2 separate regions of the Mus musculus genome follow, and region 2 is linked to region 1. A link is a contact called in public Hi-C data. All regions are on one chromosome and are shown on one strand. Each heading gives the region's core, a stretch centred on a gene start, on an enhancer-like site or on the middle of the called end of the contact. The rest is flanking DNA. Distances are from core to core; before and after follow the strand shown. Region 1 has its middle 29 kb from the start of Gm52609. Region 2 has its middle 4.2 kb from the start of Gm24150.

Region 1 (6,464 bases), core at 1,851-4,350:
GAGATACAAAGTCAGTCCTTCACACTTACAGGGACAGTGCTTTACCCACTGAGCCATGTCCGGGGCCACAAACTGATTGTTTTTAAAGAGAAATATTTGATAGCTGCTACTATAATTCAGATCTTGATTATTCCCCCAAATTGGTAGCACATGTCTCAAATCTCAGCCTTTGGGTGGCTGCGCAGACAGACTACTATAAGTTAGTGGCCAGCCTAGGCTACATAGCAAAAGCCTGTCTTAAAGCAAGAGAATAAGAAAATTATTAAGCCCTGCATTTGAAGTCTTGGTCCCCAGCCTGCAGCTATATTTGGAGGCTATGGAACCTTTAGGAGATCAAACCTAAGAAGAGGGAGTTAGGCCATTGGGAGTGGAACCTTGCAAGGGATGTTGGACCCTTACCTTCCCATTTGCCATGGATGCATGCCTCAGATCCCCTTGAATTGGACTTGGGAATATTTGTGAGCTACTGTGGAGGTTCTGGGAATTGAACCTGGGTCCTCTGCTAAGTACTCTTTAGCATCAAGTCATCTCTCCTGCCCCAGCTTCTAGTTTTACATGTAAATTCCTCTTTCCTGAACTACCACCTCCCTTCACGTTTCTCCATGACTCACACCCTCCAGTCGCTCAGTCCTACATTTACTGCCATCTTATCACCCTGCTCCCTTGAAGACTTCTAAATCAGAGGAAGGGAAGCCTGCAGTGATGCTAGAAAGTTAAAATCATATTCCCGCACCCCACCCCCATTGTTTACTCCATGAGGAAATAACAGGCCACCTCAGCAGCTCCCCTGAGGGTTAGCATGTGCCCTGGTGGCTCACAGCATGAGGGCTTAAAAATGAGAATTTTGTCCAAATTAACCCAAGAATTTTGAGCAGAGGCTAATTTCCTACCAGCCACGCCATCATCATCTCTCCAGAAGTGCTTGGATTCAAGAGAGACCTTCCCACTTGTGGCTAACAGAAGTCCTGTCTGTGTTCTGAGCTGCACGGTTCAGTTCAGGTTACTTTAACATAATGTCAAGTAGCCAAGATAGAATTCAGCCTGTAAGGTAAGCTGAGCTGAGAGTGTCTTCTCCCTCCCTTGTGGAAAGGTTTCAGAAGAATGCCCAGACCTCAAAAAGGTACAGCCGAACCTCAGTGAAGTGTAGGCCCCAGATGCTCCCCCATCCCCCATTCTTCTTGTGCCTCCATTGAACATCTCTCAAATGCTGGGACAGATCATGTGACTCAACTCAGGGTCCACCCAGGACATCTTCACTTTCCCTTTAGTCTGTTTTCCCTGGGGTCAAAATGGCAGCTGAAGTCCAAGAACGTTCCTGAAAGCCAAAGTAAACAACGGAAGAACTCTTTCTCCAGAACTCCACAGTTGACTTTTCCCATCTATAAAAAGATGTTTCAATTGACAGGAAGTAGTGTTCCTTCTGTCTGACCCATGACTCCAGAGGGAAATTTAGCTTCTTGTCCATCAACACACCAAGATGCCTGGGGAGTCCATCTGCTTGACTTCCTGTGCTTGCCTGTTAATCTTTCTTGGAAACTGGGTACTCCGGTCATGAATGCCATGACATCCTTAGAACTCAGTGACCCTTTTAAGTACCCCAAATCACTAAGCTCTCCCCAGAGGTATCTCTAGTTAGAAATCTTCCTTTAACTAAATCAGACTCAAGGCCCAGACATACTAGCCCATGGTTTTGCTCCTTCCATATACTAGAACTTCAAGAAGAAAAATATGCTTCGGTATTTCATTACTACTTTTTAATTTATTGTGGTGTATTCATTTCCTATTGCAGCAGTAGCAAAATATCACCAATCTACTGACAGCACAAATTCATTCCAGCAGTTCTGGAGGTGAAAACAGCAAGGCAGTCTTTATTTCAATTGGATTTATTGATTTTATTTAATGTGGAGTGTTTTGCCTTCATGTATGTACATGTACCTTGTATGTGCTTGTTACCCTCCAAGGTCTAAATAGGGTATCAGATACCTTGAACTGGGGTTATAGGTGGTTGTGAACCACCATGAAGGTGCTGAGAATCAAACCCAGGTCTTCTACAAGAGCAACAGGTGCTTCTAATTGCAGAGCCATCTCTCTGTCCTCCAATAAAGTGGTATTTATAACGTGACTTGTTCTTTCCAGACAGTAGTGAAAGGGCTTGCTCCTTGACCTTCCCACCTATGGCCACGTCATTTCAAAATGTTTCTATCCATATCTCAGCCTCTTCCTTCTTTGACCTTCTTATCTCCGTTTTATAAATACCATCAGGACCACACTTGGGATCCAAAAGACAATGAGTACAACCTCTGCACCTCAAGGCCATTAACTGAATCATGTTCATCAGGGTCACTTGCCATATGAAGTTACAATTTTGAGTCCTGGGAATAAAGAAACCAATACCTTGGGGTGGAGAACTGGGCAGGGAGGATGGAGTTTCTATTACAGCTTAGTACACATGGCTTTAACTCATTTTGAATAATTGAACCAGTCTATACTCTTTTGAAATTTTGTTTTATATACATGAACAGCACAATATGACAAGATGAGCATTTTAGTTTGGCATCCTGTTTAATTGCTGTTTTGAAACTCTGTACTTTGCCCTGGCTCCTTCAATTCCATTTGCCTTCTAACAGTGACACGGTCCTAGCTATGGCCAGTTAATCAAATTCTCAGAAACCATCTTGTACTAATCAGAACTCTCTGGGTTGTCAGAGTAACCTGTCTTAACTGGCTTAGATGTTTTAAAATTATTGCTTACAGAACTGAAGCTCACAGGCCCTGGGCAGGTTCAGAGATAGATGGAGGCAAACACTCAGTTGCATCCTCAGGGGTTCCTTACCAGCTCCAGTCCCTTGGCTTGCCCTGCCTTCTATGTTGGATTTTCTGTTCTGAGCTGGAAGCTACTAGAAAAATCTGGTATTCTAATGTATCAATGGATTTGGAAGCCTTAGCAGAAGATAAAAATATCTCCTCCCCTGAAGTTCCAACAAGATCACAAGGAGGCTTCTTCTTCACCCACTGGGCAGGGATGGTACCACTTGGATGTGCTGTACTCCTGGAACCAAGAGTGAGCGCCAAGTAAGGTAAAAATCAGCAGATGTGCGTGGGGGTCAAACAAAACCAACACATCTGCTCTGCTCTCAGACCCCAGGCTATATACTCCATGTAGAATGTATAACAGCTATTAGTTTCAGAAGGCCAATATTTCTATTTCTTAAAGCTAGATCCTCCCCTTTATCCTTGAGCTACACAACGCTAATTGGTTCTTTTGGGGTTTTCAGATACCATGGAAATAGAGGGATGATCTTTTCTCAAGCCTAGGACTGGATTTTAAAAGAACTGTTTATTAAAATGACTTGGGTACTCTGGGGGGCGGGGTTAAGAAAACCACAACACAAAAGGCTTGGCCCTGTCTGAAAAGTCTGTCTAAATCTGTTTAACTGGAGGAAGTGGAAGAGATAACAAGGGTCTGGACTGTCAGAAGATAAAAGACAACGATGAAAGTGTGGCGTGTGGCGTGTGGCGTTGGGGCGCTTCTCTCCTTCCCAGCGAAGCACAAAGAGCTGCTTATCTAACAGAGGCGGTTGTTCTGCAAACTCCAGGCTAGATGATAAAAGGCGGCTGATGAACCTTTTCTTCTGTGTCTTCTCAAGTTATTTCCACAGGCTGGTTCTGGGGATTTTCAACTTCAATTTCTCAGCAGAGTGTTCGCTCTTTGCCCGAGATTACATACCTATTCTTTGCCTGGTTTTCGTCTTTATTTTATTTGGAAAAAAATCAATTTGGCTGAGGAACCTCAGAATTGAAAATGGCAGGAGTGGAGCCAGCTCTCTGCCAGACTACCTGCTCTGGAACATGTAACCATGACACTCCATTGAGAGGATCATGACAACTGGTCACTTAGCATAAAACCTAGAGTTCTCCATGCTAATTAGGTATCCAGATAGGCCCTGAGTGTTCAGCCTATGAGCTTCCCTTCCTGGGCATCCCTTCCCACAAAGGTATTTAAACCCCGGTAACCTTAAGTAAGATGTGCTCATTAACATTTGCTATCAAAGAAGACAATTTGGACGAGCAAGGACCACCGCGTCCATCAAGGATCACCGTGGGGGGAGGCCGTTGTGGTAAAGAGCAGCACCTTTATCTCCCAAGAAGGCTTTCTCTCTCCCAGACCCTGCATACGTTCCGCACTCACCCTGAACCAAACTGGGTTCCTCCCAGTTTCTGGGCTCTGCCTTCCCCTTCCAGCCTGGTTCATAAATGCCCTGAGGGGAGACTCAGATCCCCGGAATCTAGTTCCCAGTCTAACCCCCGCAGTGCCTGAGTACACAGGAGACCGGGAACCACAGCAACTTTCCCAGACCCCACTGTTCCCACCCAAGAAAATACAGACTGAGGGCCCCTACTTTGGACTGTGTTCCGCCTCCCCTGAGTGGCTTGCCGATGGGCCAGTGGGCAGTGCTCGGCACCCCAGTGGAAGGCAGACACAGGCATATGTGTCTTTACTTGCATTTAAGGAGGGAATGTGAAGGGGATCTCTTTCGGGTAGGGGTACCAGTGATTGAACCAGGACCTTACATGTAGTGAGCAGATTGTATCCTAGTGCTTAATGATACACTCAGCCCCATAGATCTCATTTTTAATTCACGGAAACTCTTCTTCAATGTTATCATGCTGCTAATTGTTCCTTCCTTATAGCTACTCAAGACCTTCGTGGCAAATGCAAACACCACCGCCCATCTCCCCAAGGCATCTGGTTTTCTTCCTCCAGCCATTTTCCTTTCTGATGACGTCTGTGATGGGTGGATTTGGAGTCTAGGTAAGTTGTTAGCCCTTCGCGCTCCTCAACCCTGGAGACTGGAAAAGCTAACTTGTCAAATTAAGACAAGTCAGAAAGGTACCTTTGTAAAGAAAATCAAAAATTTCTGAAGTTAGAGGGTGGCAGAAGGGGGCAAGAGGAGCCGGTACTGAAGCTTGCCCCTTTGAACATTGCCTTCTGGAACATTCAGGTGCTGTGTTAGTTTCTACACTCTGCTTCAATCATGTGTGACTCCTATATAGAAGAGTTTATATAGGCACCTGCTTTTTAGCTAAGTGGGTTTGACATACAAAATGTTCCCTGGGGGATTGGGAAGTGGGGCTTAGTGGTAGAGCACTTGCCTAGCACTTGATGGGCTGCCTAAATCTCCAGCACTGCGAAATTAATTAATTGATTGATTAACTAATTAATTAAGCAGGTCTTTCCTGTTCCCTGCTGAGAGTCAAGGCAATTTCAAGGATGCGTATTTGTGTGATCTTTCTGGACTCAGCAGTTCATGCTTGCTCTTTAACCACCGATTAAGAGCAATCCCTGGAACTGGTCTAATTGGGTTCCTGCCATCGCTGTCTAACTACATGGGGTGGCCATAGACTGGAATATCCATAATTCTGTGCAATTTGGGGTTCATAAAAACTGTTATTTAAACATAAAAATGCTGTAGCAATGCTGTATCTCCTGCAAGCAAAACCACCTGTTGGAATAAAGGGGCTGGTGTGTATAGACTCTGCATATGGACGTGCACACACAGCAGTATGAACTTGGACTCATTTGCCATTTGATACATTGTTGGCCAATTTTCCCTTGTTCCCTATGCAGAAACTTTTTATTTTTATGAACTTTTAGTAAGAGAAATTTGTTGTGTACCTCTTGGCTTGAGTCTATCCAGACATGTGGTGTGTGTGTGTGTGTGTGTGTGTGTGTGTGTGTGTGTGTGTGTGTGTGTGTGTGTGTGTATACAAAAGCCATGGTATAAAGGCCGAAGTCAGAGGACAGTCTGTGGTAGGTGGCTTTCTCTTTTTCCTTCTCCTTCTACTATGTATGTCCTTGGGATTGAATTTAGGTCACCGGGCTTGGAAGCAAGCACTGAATGATCTCACTGGTCTCAACTCATATTTAAATCATAATTTTCCCACCCAACATTTGATCCAGTTTTGAAAGCATGTATAGCTCCTACTTTTCATCAAGGCAAGAAGGTTCGGTCTCTTCCTGGTTTTCTGGAAGTTTGATCACTAATGGCAGTCTGTTGTCATTTGGATTTGTGATATCCTTGAGGGCCTGCGTGTGAAAACCTTGATCCCCAGCCTGTGTCACTGGGAGGAGGTACTAGGGTCTTCAGGAAGCTAGGCCTCGTGAAAGGATGTTGATCATTGAGAATATGCCCTTGAAGAGAAGTAAGGAGGCCTTAGGCCTTTCCTCTCTGTTTGGCTTCCTGGCCACCACGAGATAAGCAGCTTGCTCTGCAGTATACTCAGCACAGTGTTCTGCCTTGTCAGATCTAAAAGCAATTGAGCAAACTGATCATGGACTGGAACCTCTGAAAGTGTGAACCAGAATGGAAGTTTCTTGTGCTGTTAATTCCATCAAATGCTTTTTTCCAACGATTGATACAATTGTGTGATTTTTTTTTCATTGTAGATTGCTAATGTGTTAG
Region 2 (6,464 bases), core at 2,131-4,630, 160 kb after region 1:
CTTGGGCAGCTCCAGCAGCTGAGCTCGCTCATCAGCACGACCTTGTCATCTTGCTGCGCTTCTCCATGTAACCCTGACATTGAAGAAAACCTTAAGTCATTGAAATGCACTCCACCCCCAAGGGAATGTTACCATGATGGTGTTGCAAATATGTTTAACTTGTAGGGAGAGGACAGAAAGGTTTAAAGACACAATTCTGAGTCTCAACACCTATATTTTTAAGTGACTGGTAGACTTTGGGCACCACTCCTTTTCAGGACTTCCAAAATAGTGAACTCCCTGGGAAACACTTTCAAAAGCATGTACGCATGCTGGAATGAACACACATATAATCATGGATTTTTGCCAGCTCAATATTCTCTCTTCGTGTCCACCCCTTTTATGTGCCCCTCTTCTGGACCATTTCCAACAACAGGTTTCCTGCTCTTCTTCACAGGGACAGTGTATTTTGTGGGGGATGGAGGGGGAATTTTCCCTTCCATGTTTGTGGTCCACACAGACCCCAGCAAAGGGAGTCAGAACCCCCCATAATTGGAGTTATGGACATCTATGAGCCACTGTGTGGGTGCTAGGAATCAAACCCTTAACCTCTGAGCCATCTTTCCAGACACCCCATGACATCTCTTGATGAGACATGTTCTCTTTCACCAGTTCAGTTCTCATAATGAGCAAGAACAGCCCACTGGTACCTTCCTTCCCAGGTCTGCCTCTTGCCATCCCTAAGTCAGTCCAAAAGCCCCAGCTCTACTCCCATGTCACCGAATCTCCCTGCAACACTGAACCAAACTTTTCTTTCCGGATTTTTTTTTTTTTAATTATTGGCTCTGATGGTATGACAATAGGACCTTTGTGCAGTTATGCCCCTCACTTTAAGCAATCCCAAAAGGATGTGCTCACTCAGCAGTGCTCCTAAGAAAAAGGAAATGCAGAGGGCAGGTGAGAGGAGTCGGGCAGAGGTCAGGATAACACTAGGAGTGAGCCTGGGCATCCTTGTGGGGTCTTCTGGTTCAGAGATATGAAACTGTTGACGCACTACTCTTTAGAGTGATTAGCATTTTGCCCATGGGGGTGGGGGGGGGTTGCTTGTTGAATTGGTTAGTTGATTTCGGTGTTCGTTAGTTTTTTTGTTTTTTGGTTTTTTGGGGTTTTTTTGTTTTTTGAGAGCAATACATGCAGTGCTCACTCTTGGTAACTATCTGCTAAAGCTAATACTCCACCCATGAAGTCTAATGCAATACAGTCTGGTCAGATTTTAAAACCTACCACTGGGTTAGGAATATGATAACAGCTCTGACCCAGGGAGCAGACTGACACACAAACTCACGCAAAGAAAGTTTTTTTTATGTATGTATATGTATACTTTAATTTCTATCACAGACTCACTTATACACATGTTCTTATGAATGTAGATATAGATCAAATTGAACATTTTAAATTTAAAAAAGAAACTCCTCTGACCCCATGCCTTGCTGACTATTGTCAAAAACTGCTGAACTACAAGCTGGAATCCCTTGCTCTGGCAAAAATATGTGACAATGAACTATGTGACACCATGCCTGAAACCAGTGGCTCTCCACAGCCTGCCAGATGCAGCCAACAGTGGAGGCTGCCAATTCCAGGCAAAGATTTAAGTGTCAGAGCTGGGGAGACAGCTCAGTTGGTAAAGCATTTGCCAGGTCAGCATGGGGACTTGTAACGGCACTATTCTCATAAGAAGACAGATGCAGCAGATTCCGTAACTTCAGTGCTGGGTTGGGGCAGACAAGAGGACTGAAGCATACAAGCCAGCCAGCATCGGCAGAGACATCCAACAATCAGCCCCTGGATCCCACATGCATGTGGGCATGCGCAGTCACACAACCACGCTACACCAAAAGAAAAGGCCCATTTATTAAGCAGTGCATCAACAAGTAGCTGCACTTGCTGCTGTTGTCATTGTCATCGCCATCATCATCATCATTTCTTGAAACAGGGTCTCCCTCTGGAGCTCTGGCTATCCTGGAACTCAGCATGTAGACTAAAATGACCTTGAACTCACCAAGATCCTCCTACCTGTGCCTCCCAGGTGCTAGAATTAAAGGCGTGCACAACCACCTCTCCTGGAGTGCTGTTTCACTTAATCTTTAGGTCAATGATACTTGTCATGAGGAGAAAAGTTACATACGGCCATGTTTCTTTCTGAAACTCGATGAAGACAGATTTAGGATGGTCTGGAGTTGTTACTGTGGGCCTCATTTCTTCTGAAGAACCAGATTTACCTATCCATGCTTTGCCAGTTCCTGGGAGTAAACCTTCCCTGAACACACAAATGACTTTCCAAACCATAGTCCCCACTTCTCTTTATACCTATATACCTTTTGGACAACACTTAATATCCAATAAAGCCACCTGTCTGCAACATTATATGCTATTGAATTGTTTAAAATATCATATTAATTAATTTATAAGACTAATAAGGTAATTAATAAGATATTACATGATTTTTTAACAAATTTGTACTTTTAAAAATGCAGCTAATCCTATAGCTCTTTATGCAAAACGTGAAACATTTAAGTGTGTCTTCAATCTCCATCTCATAAGCACGGAAGGAGGCATCCGCTGTTTTACCCTCTTTCACTAACATTAGCACGTTCTCAGAGCAATCCACTGATTACCAGGTAGTTCCGGCACGCTGAAGAGTGCCTGCGATTTTTCAGCTCAAGCAGTGCGCTGTCTGTCACATGAAATATAATGAGAACAGTGCTGCAGCCTCTCAGGACTGACGAGTTAAATGTCTTGTTTCTCCACTTATCCTCATTATAGCTGTCGGCTCCAATATAAAATGTGATTATTAAGAGGACTATACCACAATTTTAATTTTTAAAGATTGTAGATGTTTGATATCGGTGAAGAAGAGCCCTAATTATAAACGGACACAATCGACATGGCACAAATAAACACTGCACACGCCTTCCAACCTCCCGCTAACGCTGCCTGAGAGACCTCACTGATGTCTCAAGTAAGTTCTGGGGTCTGCGAACGTGACCTCCCAGTCATGCCTCCACGAGCAAAGGTCCTGCCACCTCTTCACACGCATACTCTTCTCCTCCTTTACCCAGAGGAACGCCATTCTTTGCCTTTCACTGAGGCTACTGGCAATGCACGATACCCCTCCTTCAATCCCCCTCGTGTACCATCACTCGTGTGCTTTGCTCTGCCCAGATCTCCTTTCCAAACACTGGCCAGCCATGTAAATTATAAATCCACCTCCAATAAGAGCTGCCCTTGATTAGGCCACAGGCATTAACAAACCCTGTATTTGAAGGGCTCTGCCTTCTGAGTCTCTCCACTGGTTTCCACTGTACTGCCTACCTGCTCCCTGACACGAGGCAGCTTTTTCCATGCTTCATACACAATTCCCTCACCTTCCCACACATGCACTCCGTCACATGACAGGCTTCCCTGATATACTCCAGGACTGGTCATGAGATCACTCTGCGGCACACAATGCACCTTTTTATTCAAGTTTGAAAAAAACAAAAACAAAAGCAAAAACATGGAGACATGATTAAGATTCTGAGCTCCACTAAACATGGTCAAAAATAAAATGGAAGAAGTCACACACACAAAAGAGGCCCACAATCTTCACTGATAATATGGTGCCCATTATAGCAGACTTAGGGCACTTAGAGAGATTAAGTTAGCAAATGAGATGCTACACCTCATACACGGGGAGTCTAATCCCTAGCCTTCATTACAATCCTGTGCTAAGGCTAACGGCTCCTGGGCTAATGGGCTTCTTCCTTCAGCTTACAACCTCTACCCTGACCACAGCACAAACAGGAAAGGAAGTTTCTGTATACCGATTGCTCTGCATTATGGAGAATATGACTTTAAAAGATGTGTGAGTGAGGAGATCTGACTGAAATTAAGTTCATAAAAACTGGGCTGCTATTAGCATCTCCTCCACACTGAACCTCTAGAGAGTGCTTTCTAGAGAGAGAACTACCCATGAATCTCTACGGCAGCCTTTATTACAGCTCCAATACACTGACTCTTTCCTATTAAAACCACCTCAGGACTATTCCTAAGGCAACATCACCCAAGGAAACAAACAACTGGGGCAGAGCAAATGCCACCAGGTGCAACATGAAGAAACGAGCTATATATAGCTCTGGCCTGTCACTCAGTCTGAAGACGGCCTCTTCATCCCATGAAAACCCTGACTCACAGGCATTTGACATGCAGCCAGAGAGAGAGTAACTTATGTCATCCTTTAGAATACTCTGAGTCCAATGTGCTCACGGAACAGGTCTGAACTGCAAGTCCTCGTTCCTGCAGAGCTTTCTGAACACTGGGTTCCTTCCAGGAGCTGGAACAAGCTGTCACTTGACTGATGGTGGCTGGTAAGATGCCATCACAGGCTCCCCCCTGCTCCAGAGCTTCATCTACAAGCTTCATTTGTGCAGCAAATATCTCACCAAGGTGATGACAATGTTGAAGGCTCTATTGGTATCTTTCAACATGCATGAATTCCAAATCACACTCATTATAGTGGGATTTGTGTTAAAAAATTAAAAATTTACAATTACTGAACTAAACTGTGGACAGTTACAGACACTGAAAGATATTAAGAGCAACTCTTTATAAAGATGTTTTAATGTTATGAAGCAATATTCACATACATACACACATATATAATATAATGTAAACAGAATGGAAAGTTATATGTAATACTCATGTGGAACACTCATGCATACATAATCTCTGCATACAATGAAGTTCAGAATGAAAAGTATCAGCATAGTAAAGAACGACCATGTTGGAACTGACTCCTTTTCTTTTGAAAATGTATAAAGTTTGTTTGTAATTTCTTTTTACACCAAAATCACATAATTTTTACAAATATCCTCCAGCTCAACCTGGGTTTTCCTGTACACGTTTAGAAACGTAAGTCAGACAGGCACCCTGAGGGGTGAAATGCCCTGTCATGTATTTGAAAAACAGGACTACTAACTGCCTGTCTTTCCTCTGGGAAAGAACTCAGAGGATTACTCCTAGAGCCCACAAGCTTTCTAGGCTGACTTCTAGGAGGTATAAATCCCTACACAACCCAAGCACCCTTGCCAATGCAACGCTATGTGAAGGAGGACAGTGAGAGCCAATGGCTCAACATAGCAAAGTGTTTCCAATGGTTCCTGGTGAATTGCGTACAGTACAAAAGTTCTAGTTGGTTGTTTGTCTGAATCATTTTATTGCCATAAAATTACTATTACAACCAGTGCTATGACGGCAGGCACTGCCACTCCCATAAGAGCAGTGAGCAAACAGGCTTCCCGCCCCCACTGGATCATTTTCTCAAAAGACTAAAGCTTGCCAGTCTGACCCTGGGAAGCAGAAACCAAAGAGGCATGCAAACCTCCCAAGGCACACTCCACCCCTTCCTGTCACCTCACCCAGGCCAGCCTTAGTCTACAGTGTAAAAACCACCTCTCTCCATGGCTTACTAGGTCTGACTTTTTATGGGGGGAAAAAAAAGTTCATATCTGTGAAATAAAATTTTGAAAACTCCTGAATTATTTGTGTGAATGTGCGTGCCTGTCCGCGTGTGAGTGTGGGGAGCAGAGGAAGCTTTGAGTGGGTGTGTAAGGAGTGGACAATTTCCTGAAAGGGTGTGTAATTGACAAAAGCCAACGCCTCAGACTAGTGGGATTGGCAAAGTCTTCTGATAACAAGCAAAAGTGTTTATAAACAGCTGACCAGTGTGTGCAAAAACTAGCAACCGTGGCTTGCTTCTTCCAGAAGACTACAAACCTGAGGCTGCTCCCCTACAGAGACTTCTTTCCAAAGGGAGCTAATGATTCCTTCCTGGGCTGTACATAACACACACACTAAGCTCTCCAGGTTGTGGTTGATGTCTGTATGTCTGGGCTTTGGCATACAAGACACAGTGTGCATGTATGTGCACATGAGGACAGGTGCCCATGAATACCAAAAGAGGAGTTTGAATGCCTCTAGGGGTGGAGCTAGAGTTGCAGGTGAGACACTTAACATGGGTGCTAGAACTTAGACCTGGGTCCTCTGAAAGAGCAGCAAGCACTCTCTCCAGCCTCTAAAATAAATTCTTAACATTACCCTAAACCTATCAAAGTGGCCTAACCAGAATATAGTTGATATTTTTGCAGAAAGCTAGGTGACAGAAAGATGACATTGTATTTTAATCAATTTAACTATTAGTAACATAAAATACCTGTTTTTAAACCAAATAAAAGGCTAGTTGTGACAAACTCAGGAAGAAGGGAACGTTTCTCCTGAAGCTCAGTAGTTAACCTTATTAACACAAGTCGGGCATGTTTTGGGAGAGGAGCCTTTCTGGTTATAACCAATTGGACCAGAGATGCACATGCGGCCCAGCTGAGCCAATCAGATCACATCCTGAAATATCCAAGGAAAATAGTCAAACAGCATAAGTCTTAGCGACACAA

What was found. A called contact is a pair of places that touch in the nucleus more often than the background predicts.
Region 2: a contact with region 1 is called in a Hi-C map of the N1E-115 cell line, with 4 times the contacts expected there. The contact joins two enhancer-like sites. A contact is called at or near these places in 8 of 39 promoter capture datasets (the C10 cell line, embryonic stem cells, hippocampal neurons and 2 more), 1 of 15 datasets of contacts at CTCF or cohesin (pro-B cells), 9 of 484 Hi-C or Micro-C datasets (the G1E-ER4 cell line, the N1E-115 cell line, bone marrow-derived macrophages and 4 more), 2 of 115 datasets of contacts at active chromatin or transcription factors (cardiomyocytes and memory CD8 T cells) and 1 of 9 other capture datasets (macrophages).

What each region holds. Positions count from the first base shown.
Region 1 is chr3:79,024,806-79,031,269 of GRCm38.p6, forward strand. No RefSeq gene overlaps it. Among named protein-coding and RNA genes, the nearest start is that of Gm52609, 29 kb to the right of the region's middle. Within about 2 kb of position 3,101, at least 25 of the 459 cell types and tissues checked have an H3K27ac peak or open chromatin away from gene starts, as enhancers often do. A contact at or near this core is called in the N1E-115 cell line, where this site is marked.
Region 2 is chr3:79,188,966-79,195,429 of GRCm38.p6, forward strand. It overlaps a transcript of Rapgef2 not described here. Among named protein-coding and RNA genes, the nearest start is that of Gm24150, 4.2 kb to the right of the region's middle. Within about 2 kb of position 3,381, at least 20 of the 459 cell types and tissues checked have an H3K27ac peak or open chromatin away from gene starts, as enhancers often do. A contact at or near this core is called in the N1E-115 cell line, where this site is marked.